Regions from separate parts of the Hordeum vulgare genome. Here region 2 is linked to region 1. The links are chromatin contacts, called in public Hi-C maps. All regions are on one chromosome and are shown on one strand. Each heading gives the region's core, a stretch centred on a gene start, on an enhancer-like site or on the middle of the called end of the contact. The rest is flanking DNA. Distances are from core to core; before and after follow the strand shown.

The links. Hi-C and Micro-C count contacts between places; a contact is called where the count stands out from the background.
Region 2: a Hi-C map of leaf shows a contact between it and region 1, with 3 times the contacts expected there. The contact joins the promoter of LOC123398986 here to the promoter of LOC123395679 in region 1. A contact is called at or near these places in 5 of 6 Hi-C or Micro-C datasets (leaf, seedling and an unstated tissue) and 1 of 1 datasets of contacts at active chromatin or transcription factors (embryo).

Annotation. Positions count from the first base shown.
Region 1 is chr5H:272,039,389-272,045,148 of MorexV3_pseudomolecules_assembly, forward strand. It overlaps LOC123395679 (mRNA-decapping enzyme-like protein), which reads left to right and starts at 2,258. Exons shown (of 8, transcript XM_045090710.1): 1 at 2,258-2,514; 2 at 2,598-2,638; 3 at 2,736-2,785; 4 at 3,682-3,826; 5 at 4,567-4,623; 6 at 4,758-4,881; 7 at 5,265-5,711. The coding sequence starts at 2,323.
Region 2 is chr5H:272,423,368-272,429,127 of MorexV3_pseudomolecules_assembly, forward strand. It overlaps LOC123398986 (probable F-box protein At2g36090), which reads right to left and starts at 2,406. Exons shown (of 1, transcript XM_045093426.1): 1 at 1,159-2,406. The coding sequence starts at 2,180. The coding sequence ends at 1,227. LOC123398987 (a long non-coding RNA gene) reads left to right here and starts at 4,875. Exons shown (of 6, transcript XR_006610297.1): 1 at 4,875-5,646; 2 at 5,749-5,760.

The sequences.
Region 1 (5,760 bases), core at 1,008-3,507:
AATCTCGTGGATATTTCTAGCACACACAAAAGCGCACTCAGCCTTAGAGATCAGAATGGGAGAAGGGGTGCCAGCCTGCCTGAGAGGATTTTGACGAAGATCTTGGCAGCAAATGGATGAGATTAATCATTGTGAAGTCCGACAAATCAACGATATCCGCCTTCTTTGGGAGAAGAGTGATCAGAGACGAATTGAGGCAATCGAAGGAACCAAACCTCCCGGCATGCAGTGTCCGAAACACTCAAAGCAGGTCAACTTTAACAGTGTACCCAACATATTTTGAAGAACAACCCGGTGAAATCGTCCGGGCCAAGTGCACGTCAGATGACATATCCATAATCTCCCGGCTAAAGACAATATGGCAGCCAGATTACTGCTAAAATTCAATTTTCACTTACGGATGTTGCCGCTTCGTCGAGCTTTTTTGCAACTATGTACAAGTAGACAAGCCTCATGCTCAGGAATTTGACACGAATCATGAAAATTTAATAAAGAAAGTCCATGACAACTTACCGTCACATGCAATTAATGGCTACTTTTTTATATCACATGCAATTACTCGCTACTTCATTGTATTGATCAAAGTAGTGTAAAAACAGATGGATTAGAACCTATAACTCGATTCTGCCGGTCGTTAAACTTAGTTACCACAAAAAATCTTAAATTTATTTGATGGACGTGGTTATCGAGTGCATGAGCGCCCGCTCGCGGTAGTGGACGCACCTAAGGACAACCAACCACGTGTATTTATTAGCGTTTCAAAAAATTCAAAAAGTCATAACTTTTGAACCAAGCGTCAGAATGACGATTCGTTTTCACGGCTGTGTTTCTTACGACGAGCTCTTCAAAACTAGATCCCATATGGATAGGTTTTGACAAACTTTTTTTTAGCAACTTTATGTGCTAGATGAGGCAACTTTAGTCCTATAGGCAAGCAACTCCTTTCCCCTTAGTATGGCTATCTATCAATGAAGAATTCTTCTAAGTTGGTTACCACGACTAACAGTTGACTAGATTCACCTCTAAAAGCTTTACATAATTAAATAATGATGATCACTTGCCTATGATTGATGCTCAGTTGCCTACAAATATTATGAAATTGCTCAATTTTGATGCTCAGTTGCCTATAAAATACTATAAAATTGCTCAATTTTAATGCTCGGTTGCCTATTACTGATGGTCAGTTGCCTACATTTGATGTTTAGTTGCCTGCCATTAATGCTCAGTTGCCTGCTATTTGTGAATAGTTACCATAATTGCACTCGAGTATCACAAAAAGTTAGCAACTTTTAGTGTTTTTTGTGTAACTCGAGTGCATTCAACAAGCAATCCATGTGTACACACATGATGCAATTTATCTATCATCAAAGTTGCTTCTGTTTAGCACTAATTTGACTCATATACCATTGGAGTTGTTTTTGAAAAAAATTCTTCAAAACATATTCATATGGGATCTCGTTTTGAAGAGTTCGTCACGAGAAACCCAACGGTGAAAACATATCATAATTTCGACACACGGTTTGATAGTTATAGCCTTTTAGATTTTTTCATACATGAACTAATGGATATCCAACGCATGTGGAGCTGAGCATGCACATCCGACACATAATTTAACCATTTAAGTTTGGAAATAACTGACCACATTTGCCATATGGTGGCTAAAGGGTGAAGTTATTTAACCTTATAGTCATGATAGATAATTTCGAAGGAATTTTCGTTGATAGGCAATCATACTACGCACACTAATAAAAGTTACTTTTCTTTAGCACTAAAGTTGCCTAAATATCACTCCACAGTTGTTCAATTTTTTTTGTCGAAACCTATTCATATGAGATCTAGTTTTGACGAGTTCATCGTAAGAAACACAACCGTGAAAACGAATCATCGTTTTAAAGCTTGGGTCAAAAGTTATAGTATTTTGAAAAAAAACCAGAATAAAGTGGAATAACTTGCTACACACTTCCGCGTGAAGGTGCACTCGTTTCAACAAAATAGTACAGCTACACTATTTAGTATTTGGGTTATTTTATATATACCCGTTGCAACGCACGAGTCTTTTGATAGTAGATATAAAATGGATATATATTTTTTTTGTTAATCAAAATTCTTTAAAAAACAAAAAAGGCCCGGACTATTTTTTTTTACAACAAATAGGGTCCGGACTATGCGATACCGTATAATATTTGAGAGCGATTTGGCGATCCGCGTCGTCTTATTATGGTGTGACGGTTCCACAAACAGCAAACATCCCACTCGATACTCGATAGCTCTCAGATCCCCCGTCCCCACCCCGACCCCCAGCAACCCGGAGGCGACCTCGCGATGCCGCCGCCACCGCCGCCGCAGCCGCACCCGAACGGGGGAAAAGTAACGCCGAACCTGGCCATGGACGCCGAGGGCACGCGCCTGCTTAACCTCACCGTCCTGCAGCGCCTTGACCCCGCCGTCGAAGACATCCTCATCACCGCCGCACACGTCACGCTCTACGACTTCAACATCGACCTCAACCAGTGGGTGAGGGCTCCTCTCTCGTCCGATGCCTTTGCTGCACTCGACCACGATCCGTTCCGATCTGATTTTATTTCTGTTTCGTGCAGAGCCGGAAGGACGTGGAGGGATCGCTCTTCGTGGTGAAGAGGTGAGACAGATTGGGGAAAACGTGTTTAGGGTTTATATGTGGGTTTTGTGCGCGTGCAGCAGCTAATTGTATTAGGATTGCGTTGGATTGCGTGTAGGAACTCACAGCCGAGGTTCCAGTTCATCGTCATGAACAGGCGCAATACCGGTACGTGCATCTTTGATCTAAGTTGGTTGGCTGGTCTCTCGTACGTACTGTATTTGATTACCGACGTACTAGTTTATATATTGCACGAGCAGAAGGATCTGTAGTACGCTGGGTCCTTCAAATAGGATAGAGATCACGATGGAACATTCTTTTGTGTCAGTGCGTCCTAAATCCTAAGATTGACTTGTGTTAAGTAGATTGGATCATTATTGATGAAGTAGTGCATTAGTTAGATTAAAATGAATTGGTTATAGTATGTTGCTTGATTCAAACAGATTTGGTCGGCACTGAAAAATTGCATTTATCGGCGATGCTGAGCCACATTAAAAAACAAGTAATTAGATTTTTATGACGCTGTTTTTATTCAGGCTGATAGTTAACTCTCCAGTGATATTGTTACAAGGGATCAGAGATGATCTTAGAGTTTGCTAAAAAAGAAAGAAGAGATGATCTTAGAAAGTTTAGGATCTTGCAGTAGCTCTATGGCTGCATATACAAATCTGATGGGGCCTGTAGCACTAATTCTTGGTCAATGGATCAACTGGAGAAATCTGATACACATCAAGATAGTATCGATCTAAATTCTTATTATGTTTTAGATAGATTTAGTGTGGAGAAAAGATGTGAACTGTCACATAAACACAAAACAGATGCCCATGTGAACACACTGTGAACAAGGTTTGTCATTCATGTCTGAGTAGACAAAATTTTTGGGGTTTGGCGTTCTGTTTCTCACTGTAGTAAGATAGGTGTGTTTTCGTGATTTGTATTTTTACAAGGTATTTAGAGTGTAGCCATAGACTGACAACTCCTCAGTTTGCCTAGATGCTATTTTTTCTATGGTATATAAAGTAAAGTGATTGGCCCATGAAAATATCGCGTTCTATATTTGACAGATAATCTCGTGGAGGATTTGTTGAGTGATTTTGAATACGAACTCCAGCCTCCATATTTGTTGTATCGGAATGCCACACAGGAAGTAAATGGCATTTGGTTTTATAACCAACAGGAGTGTGAAGCTGTTGCTAGTTTGTTTGGAAGGTAAAGTTTGTGTACCCCCCCCCCCCCCGCCCCCGCCCCCGCCCTCCTGGGTCAGTGCCTTATTTTTCTTTTTACAAGTGTGTAGTCAGTGTACCCAATCACCCCACTTTTGTTATCTTCGGTACTAAAATATTTAGTATTTAGTGCTGTTCAGTTTACGTACTCGCACACAATGTATATAGTTTGGCGAACACCAAATATATATTGTAATAACAAGTGGTGAAAGTTTAAGTTTTTAGGATCATGCAAACATTAAAATATGACATCTTTAGGAAACTGGAGGAAGAATTTGACTTTGGAAGTTTTGTTTACTCTAGTTGAACTGTCGAATACTGAGAACTGTCGAATATTCTATTTGCCATTGTTTATAAAGCGGTAAAGCGACCTAAAGCGAGCACCACCCGCTCTAATGCTTAAGTGACGCCTAAGTGCCTAAAGCGGGCAAATATCTAAGGCGCTGCCAGGGCGCCTTGTCGCTTAAGCTTAAGCGATGCATAAGCGTCTGAAGCGGGATGCTTTATAAACAATGCTATTTGCATTTAGGCATTGAACTGCTTAATTAGTCCTTAGTATGTGGTCTTTGAACTATTTGTTGTCTTAAGTACACATTCACCAATATCTAAATCAGTAGCTGCAATAAATGATTCTATCCTATCGGCAGGAATTAGTACACAATATAGCTGTTGTTTGCTGCTATTCATTTTGCAGTAAGAAATTTTGTTTCAATCCTTTTCGGGCAGGATACTGAATGCTTACGCCAAAGTGCCCCCAAAGCCGAAAGTGTCATCTATAAAAAGGTTCTCTTCTGTACTTGTGAATGTTAAACTTGTTTCATCTCTTGAGTTCATTTGTCCAATTTTATTGTAATTGGAGCTTTGTTTTGAGTTCTGTATTGAATGTACTTCTGCTGAATCATTTTGGTGCGTGACAGTGAGTTTGAGGAATTAGAGGCTGTTCTTACATCCTCTGCCATAGATGGTCCCCTTGAACCTCCTCCATCAGCTACAGCTGTAGTTTCTGATACCCCTGATGAATCGTTTGCCAGTTATTTCAGTGTAAGTTCTCTCTGAACTTTATCATTGTTTCATTCTAATTTGTTCGTGAGATGATACATATTTGCAATAGTTTGGTCATGGTTGGGGGGTTAACTCGGTCCTAGCACAACTCAGTCCTCATTTATTATTTTGTTTGAGAAAATGATGCGAGGTTGGTTCATCACCACTGCAAAGGCTAGTAAAGAGAGGAAGGAAACAACTCCTAAATTTCCTTGCTTAAGCTCATTAGTGTATCTTCATTTATCTGGTTTATGAATTCATTGTCCATTGTGTTTCTTGAGTTATAAATGTATACCAGTGCTATCTAAATATGGTACTTTCACTGTACTGTTATTCATAGTGTCAAATGCGCCCGTTGAATTCTATCTGGACAAAACTTACAGGGTGTTGCTAACGCTGGGAATGTACCAACGGCACCAATGACTGGAAGAGCTCACCCACCTGCTGAGTCTTTTGCATCCTCCCACATACCAATGATCATGTCATCTGCTGCTCCAACACATCAGATGAGTGCTTCATCAGCCCCACCACTGCCCCTCCACACTAATGTTCATGCTGGCCGCTCAACAGACCTTGTAACTCCGGCGTTCTTTGTGCCTCCATCATCCTCTTCCACATCTTTGGTGCAACCGGCTTCATCCTTGATGCCCACAGCGCCACCTCTTCATCCAACTTCCACATCCAGCCAACGTCCACCATATGGTACCCCACTTCTTCAACCATTTCCACCACCAACTCCTCCTGCATCCCTTACCCCTGCACACAATGATGGACCTGGACCTATTATTTCGAGGGATAAAGTTAAGGATGCCCTCCAGAGACTTGTTCAGGTATGTTCTGCATTGAAAGGAAAAACAAGGTGTGATCTCCCTGCTTTTA
Region 2 (5,760 bases), core at 1,156-3,655, 380 kb after region 1:
CGGGCGTTGCCGTGCAGCGGCTCTTATACTAATATGCATGCATGTCGGTTATTAAAAAAGGATTCAACTCGCCTCGCATGCACATGCACCTAAATATAGACATAAAGATTCTCTCCAGTGTTTGAAATTCAAAAAGTTTTATCTTTAAAACCGTTAATTCAATTGATGATATGTTTTCACCGTTGGCTTTGTCGCGACAAGATCTTCGAAACTAGATCCCATGTCGACATGTTTCGACAAACTTTTTTTCCCTTCCGTAATTGCCACATTGTTCCACTCACTTGCTATATTATTAATCACTTACTTGCCCAATAAAAATAACTTAATTGTCATATTTTTTTATGTCGTTTCGTGCAAAGATTGTCGATGCTTATATATGCAGTCCCCCAAATGTTTTAATGTGCTTGTCATTTTTATTCTACTAAGTTGTCATGTGGTCTCATAAAGCTTGTAAGTCCTTACAAAATCACATTTGCCACGTATATTTTTTGTGCTTGTCATTTTGATCCTACCTCGTCGTCATATTGTCTCATACAATTTGTGAGTCATTGTAAATATGACAAGTTGATATATTTTAAATTGGCAAACAGAACCAATGACATGCTTTTATATCATGTATAATGAAATCTGTTACAAGGCTTTTGTACGAAACAACATTAAAAAATGACAATCAAGTTATTTTTTTAAGGCAAGTAAGTGGTTAATAATATGCAAGTGGGTCAAAAAATGTGGCAATTATAAACGAAAAAAAATAGTTGACGAAATATATCGACATGGGATCTAGTTTCGAAGAACTCGTCGCGAGAAAGCCAATGATGAAAATGAATCATCGATTGAATTAACGGTTTTGTAGATGAAACTTTTTGAATTTCAAACATCAAAATGAATTCACGTTATCTCTAGCATGCAAAACTCTTTCCCCTCTCTAATCTAACGGTCCCACGCGATATGCTTAGATTAGATGGGTCAGTGTGCCCGCCGCATGACAACGCAGCCGTGTGCGCACTGTAAATTACTCCCTCCGTTCCTAAATATAAGTCTTTCTAGAGTTTTCACTAATGGACTACATACGGATGTATATAGACATACTTTAGAGTATAGATTCATTCATTTTGCTTCGTATGTAGACACCTAGTGAAATATCTTAAAAGACTTATATTTAGTTACGGAGGGAGTAGATTTTTCCTTAAATCAATACTTTTAAGTTACAGCCGGCCGTCGCACTGTCACCGGAATGTGAGCATGACCAAGAAAGCTAGGAAAGCTGCAGCGCCGAGGCCTGAGCAGCAGAGGTCAACGATGCTCTCCCGCCTCTCCTTTCGTTCCTTCCTTTCCCGCTTCCCCTCGGCGAACTCCTCGTAGAGCTGCCTCAATGCTTCCTCCGCTCCACGGCGCTGCCTCGCGCTCGCCATGGCCGTGGCGACCGCGGCCAGCCCGTCCTGCCCGTTCACGCCGCCACCCTCGGCGTCCGCCGCGCACAGGTTTATTTCCCTCACATGCCCGTGCCGATCGTCGCACATAACCGCCGCTTCCAACGCGACGCCGCCGCCGAGCACCACGGTGAACCGCACCACGGACTCGCCGGTCAGCCACCTCCTCTCGATGGACACGGGACGCCGGCTGGAGACGTTCACGGCGGCGCCGGTTGCCGGGTCGATCAGTATCCAGTTCAGCCTCAGATCGCCTGGCGTGATCGGCGACGGCGACGTGAAGCCCTCCTGGAGGAGCGCGTCGACGCGGAACGGTGACCCGAGGAACCACGCCGACGAGGCTTCCGTCTCAACGACGCGGGACATGATGCAAACGCCGTTGTGGTGCAGGTCAACGGCCGAGACGAGCCGCGCCGGGAGGGAGCTCGACACCGCGGGTGACGCGGTCGGGAACGGGAACGCGTCAGCGTAGAGAGCCCGGTAGCCGCCGTCGCCGCCGCAGCTGACGACTTGACGTAGCGACGGCCACATCTCGAGGCAGAGCGCCCGCCACGCGTCGGGGTCGTTGGCGAGCTCGCGGAATCCCGCGCTCGCGCACCCAACTGCCGCGAGGGACGCGCCGTCGAGACAGCGGAGCACGGTAACCAGGACTTCCACGGGGAGGTCCTCGATGACTGTCTCAATGCCGCCGTCGTGGTCGCACGCCGGTGAACAACCCCCCGTCATCTCCTCGACGCGAGCTCCCACCATGACCGCAGGGTCGATCGATTGCAGAGGCTGGCACGCAGTAGCGCGCGCACGTGGAACCGCAGTGCAACTTCTGATTGTCGCGCTGCGATCGACCGGCGATACCGTGACTTTTCTCAAAATCTTGTGTAGGTTGTGATGTGAGGCTCCTGCAAGTTCCTGACGCTTATTAAGATAAGATCACGTGTAGGATACTTTTGGGCTTTGATTGGGTTTGAAGCTAATAATAACTTGGTTATATATATTTGTCTGGAGGGTGAGTGATCACGGTCTGAAAGGGAAGCGACCGCCGCCGGGTCTACTCGTTCGTTCCTGTAGAACGGAGACGCCACGGTGACGCTCCGGGGCGTCTCCCCAACGCAAAGCTGACTGGAAGGTTCACGTGGCCACGATTTCGCCTCTCGCTTCAATGCGTTCGTGTGTGCACCTACATTTCACTGACGTGCGGGGCCAGGCCGTGCAGGAATGGGCATGGCTCCTTTGACCGGCGCGGCAGCGAATGGGATTACATTAGGTTGGAGGGTAACTTTCATATACTGATCTGTTCTCGTGCTTACAAATTTCAGTCGTATTATTTCACGTTCTGGTGTTCAGAGAAACGACGATTGCAGTTGCACTAGCAGGAGTGGTACGTTAAACTACGTTTATTGTGACGGGCAACAACACATGGTCCCATTTTTCTCCCACACTAATGCCCCGACCTAAACGCTCTGAATCCTTCAAAGATTGGCGTGTCTCCCTGTGCTCAACACACACGGTTTGTCGTTGATATTTGACATTGGAGGCTATCCTTTCGTGAGTGTTTGGCATGTGCGGTTTTTATTCTACACTTGTGTTATTTTAGGCCCTGTTTAGAACCACCCAGATTATATAATCCAGTTTTTATAATCTATTCTGTCTCCAAACATGACAGTTTATGGTGTAGATTATAAAAACTAGATGGATAGATTATTAAAAACTCATAATCTACTCTATACCAGCTAAAATCAGATTATGGATTGTTAATGACCCATTACCCTTGTAAAATTGGAGATAATTACATTCGTACCACCGCCACCCTCCTAATTTAAAAAAAAAACAGAGGGCAGACATGTCATTATGCAATGTAAAACATGTATTATAGTTTATATAATCTGGCCTCCAAACATGTCCACCTAGATTATTTTTATAAACCAGATTATATAATCTATTGTCACAATCCAGATTATCATAATCTATTATGGTTCCAAACAGGGCCTTAAACGATTGGACAATTGATTAATTTGTTAAATTGTTCCATTCTTTTCGCTAACAGTTGCCCGTCCGGAGTTACACAGGAGGTGAAAATAATTATAAATATTTTTCAAGAGGTGTTCGAGCCAAAGTATTTAGGCTTGCGAGTCCCTCAAGGTAAAATGAGCAAATAATTACTCCAACCCATACACGCAAGGCTAAGCAAAAGGCTAGTTGATTGGAGTGAAACGTGCATATCCATGAGACCATGACAAGTAAGGAGGTTTTAATTAAGACGGTGGCTCAAGCAATACCGATTTACATGATGAGTATTTTCAAGCTTTCCATGTCAGTGTGCGATGATCTGTCTCGATTAATTCGGCAATACTGATGGGGTGTCGAGGATGGTAAGAGGGAGATGACATGGTTCACTTGGGATAAATGATACTTTCGAAATTTATGGGCGACATGGGTTTTAGAGACATGCAAGCCTTTAAGGCTGGCCATAATGGGGATATTATAGCTAGTAATATAGTCTTGAAAGTAGTAAACATGGTGATGTGGCAAGTAATTAAAGAAGAGAGAGAGGGTTATGATAACATAGGTAGATACCGTATCATGTTAAATGCTATGCTACTATGTGTGACGCATGTCAATAAATAAGAACATATATGATACTAGTTTATAATACTATGCACTATGAAGGTAGTATCATACAATAGTAACATATGCATGATACTACTATATGTTACTCCTCACTATGAGTAGCCTAACCAGGCGCTTCTGGCTAAACAAGCTTGGAGACTGGTAGATCATCGAGAGAGTTCGGTATCCAGATTACTAAAAGCAAAGTATTTTCCAGCAGGACATTTAGTAGACAATGTCTTTACGGGGGAATGTGTCCGAAGTTTGTCGTGGAATTGAGCATGGACTCGAGCTAGTCAAATGTGGAATGATCTGGCGAGTGAGAAACGGTAATAACATACGGATGTGGAGAGACCACTGGATACCTAGGGGGTCTTCCCTCTTTCCTATAACTCCGAGTTAATTGCAAAAGACTACCACAATTCGGGCCGTATTCACAAGTTGGTGCCATCTTTTAATTTTTTTACAAATACGTATCAAGATACATGCCGTATTTTGAAGATCCTGTATTTCTACGTATAGATGCTCTTTCTGACACATATGATCCACCGGTCAGTCTCTTACAGAAAAAACCGGTCAGGACCGCTTCGATCCAGAAAAAACCGACTCTCTCTCTCTCCATCCGGACCGGACAGAAAAAAAAAACCCTTCTTCTCCTCCCGAGCCCACCCTGCTCCTCCAACCCGCCTCCCCCTCACCGCCACCGCCGTCACACCCCGCCGGCCACTCCCTCCACCCCACCGCAACCACCAGCACCGCCCCTCCCTCCTCCGCCCCCGCCCCCGCCTCCTCACCATCTCCCCTGCTCCTCCACCCCGCCTCCCGCATCACCCCCACCACACACCGCCGCCCAGATGGACAACGGCGAGCAGCCGGCGCGGCGCGGCGTGGCGAGGGTTGGCGACAGGCAGTACTCCTCCGTCGAGCACCAGCACGGCGGAAGGTGCTCGCCGGCGCCGTCGGCCATGACGGAGCTGAGCCCGAGGGCGAGCAGCTGGCACGTGGACGACCACATCTCCAATGATATGATAGTTGTTCCCAGGCTAATCATAATCCAACAATATTTATGATCAGGGTAGCTCTATCTGGTTCAGTATTTGTGCAGGAAAGAATAAAAACACCAAACTTTTTTCTAGATCGAAAGGAACTTAATTAGCCTATAAGAGGAACTGAAAATGCTGATATTCTGTACTCCCTCTGTAAAGAAATTCAGTGATCTAAACGCTCTTATATTTTTTCACGGAGGGAGTATCAACTTACGGCTGTGCAACCGAGTTGTAATTTTGTGACTTAGATCCTCTCCTTTTGCTGGATACTGAACTTGGGGAATTTCATGAATGCTATTGAGCTTCAGTGTTACCTTGCATAAAAATAGCATAGCTAGATATCATGTCAACTCGTGCATATTGACAGTTCTGAAGTTTCTGGATTGGGCATCCACTGTTTAATAATATCATCTCTTTTATGGGAAGTCTAGCTGCATACACTTGGATGCTTTCATGCCTGACATTACTTTGTGTCTGACAGTTTTGTTTCTTGGTATCAGGTGCCAGTTTATATAGCAGAAATTGCTCCAAAGAACATGAGAGGAGCTCTTGGTTCAGTCAATCAGGTCAGCACTTGTATAAACAGTAATATTTGATTTCTTGTAGTCTGTCTTCTGGTCTGACCATTTGTTTGCAAGTTTTAACCCTATCCATAATTTCTTATGCAGCTCTCTGTTACA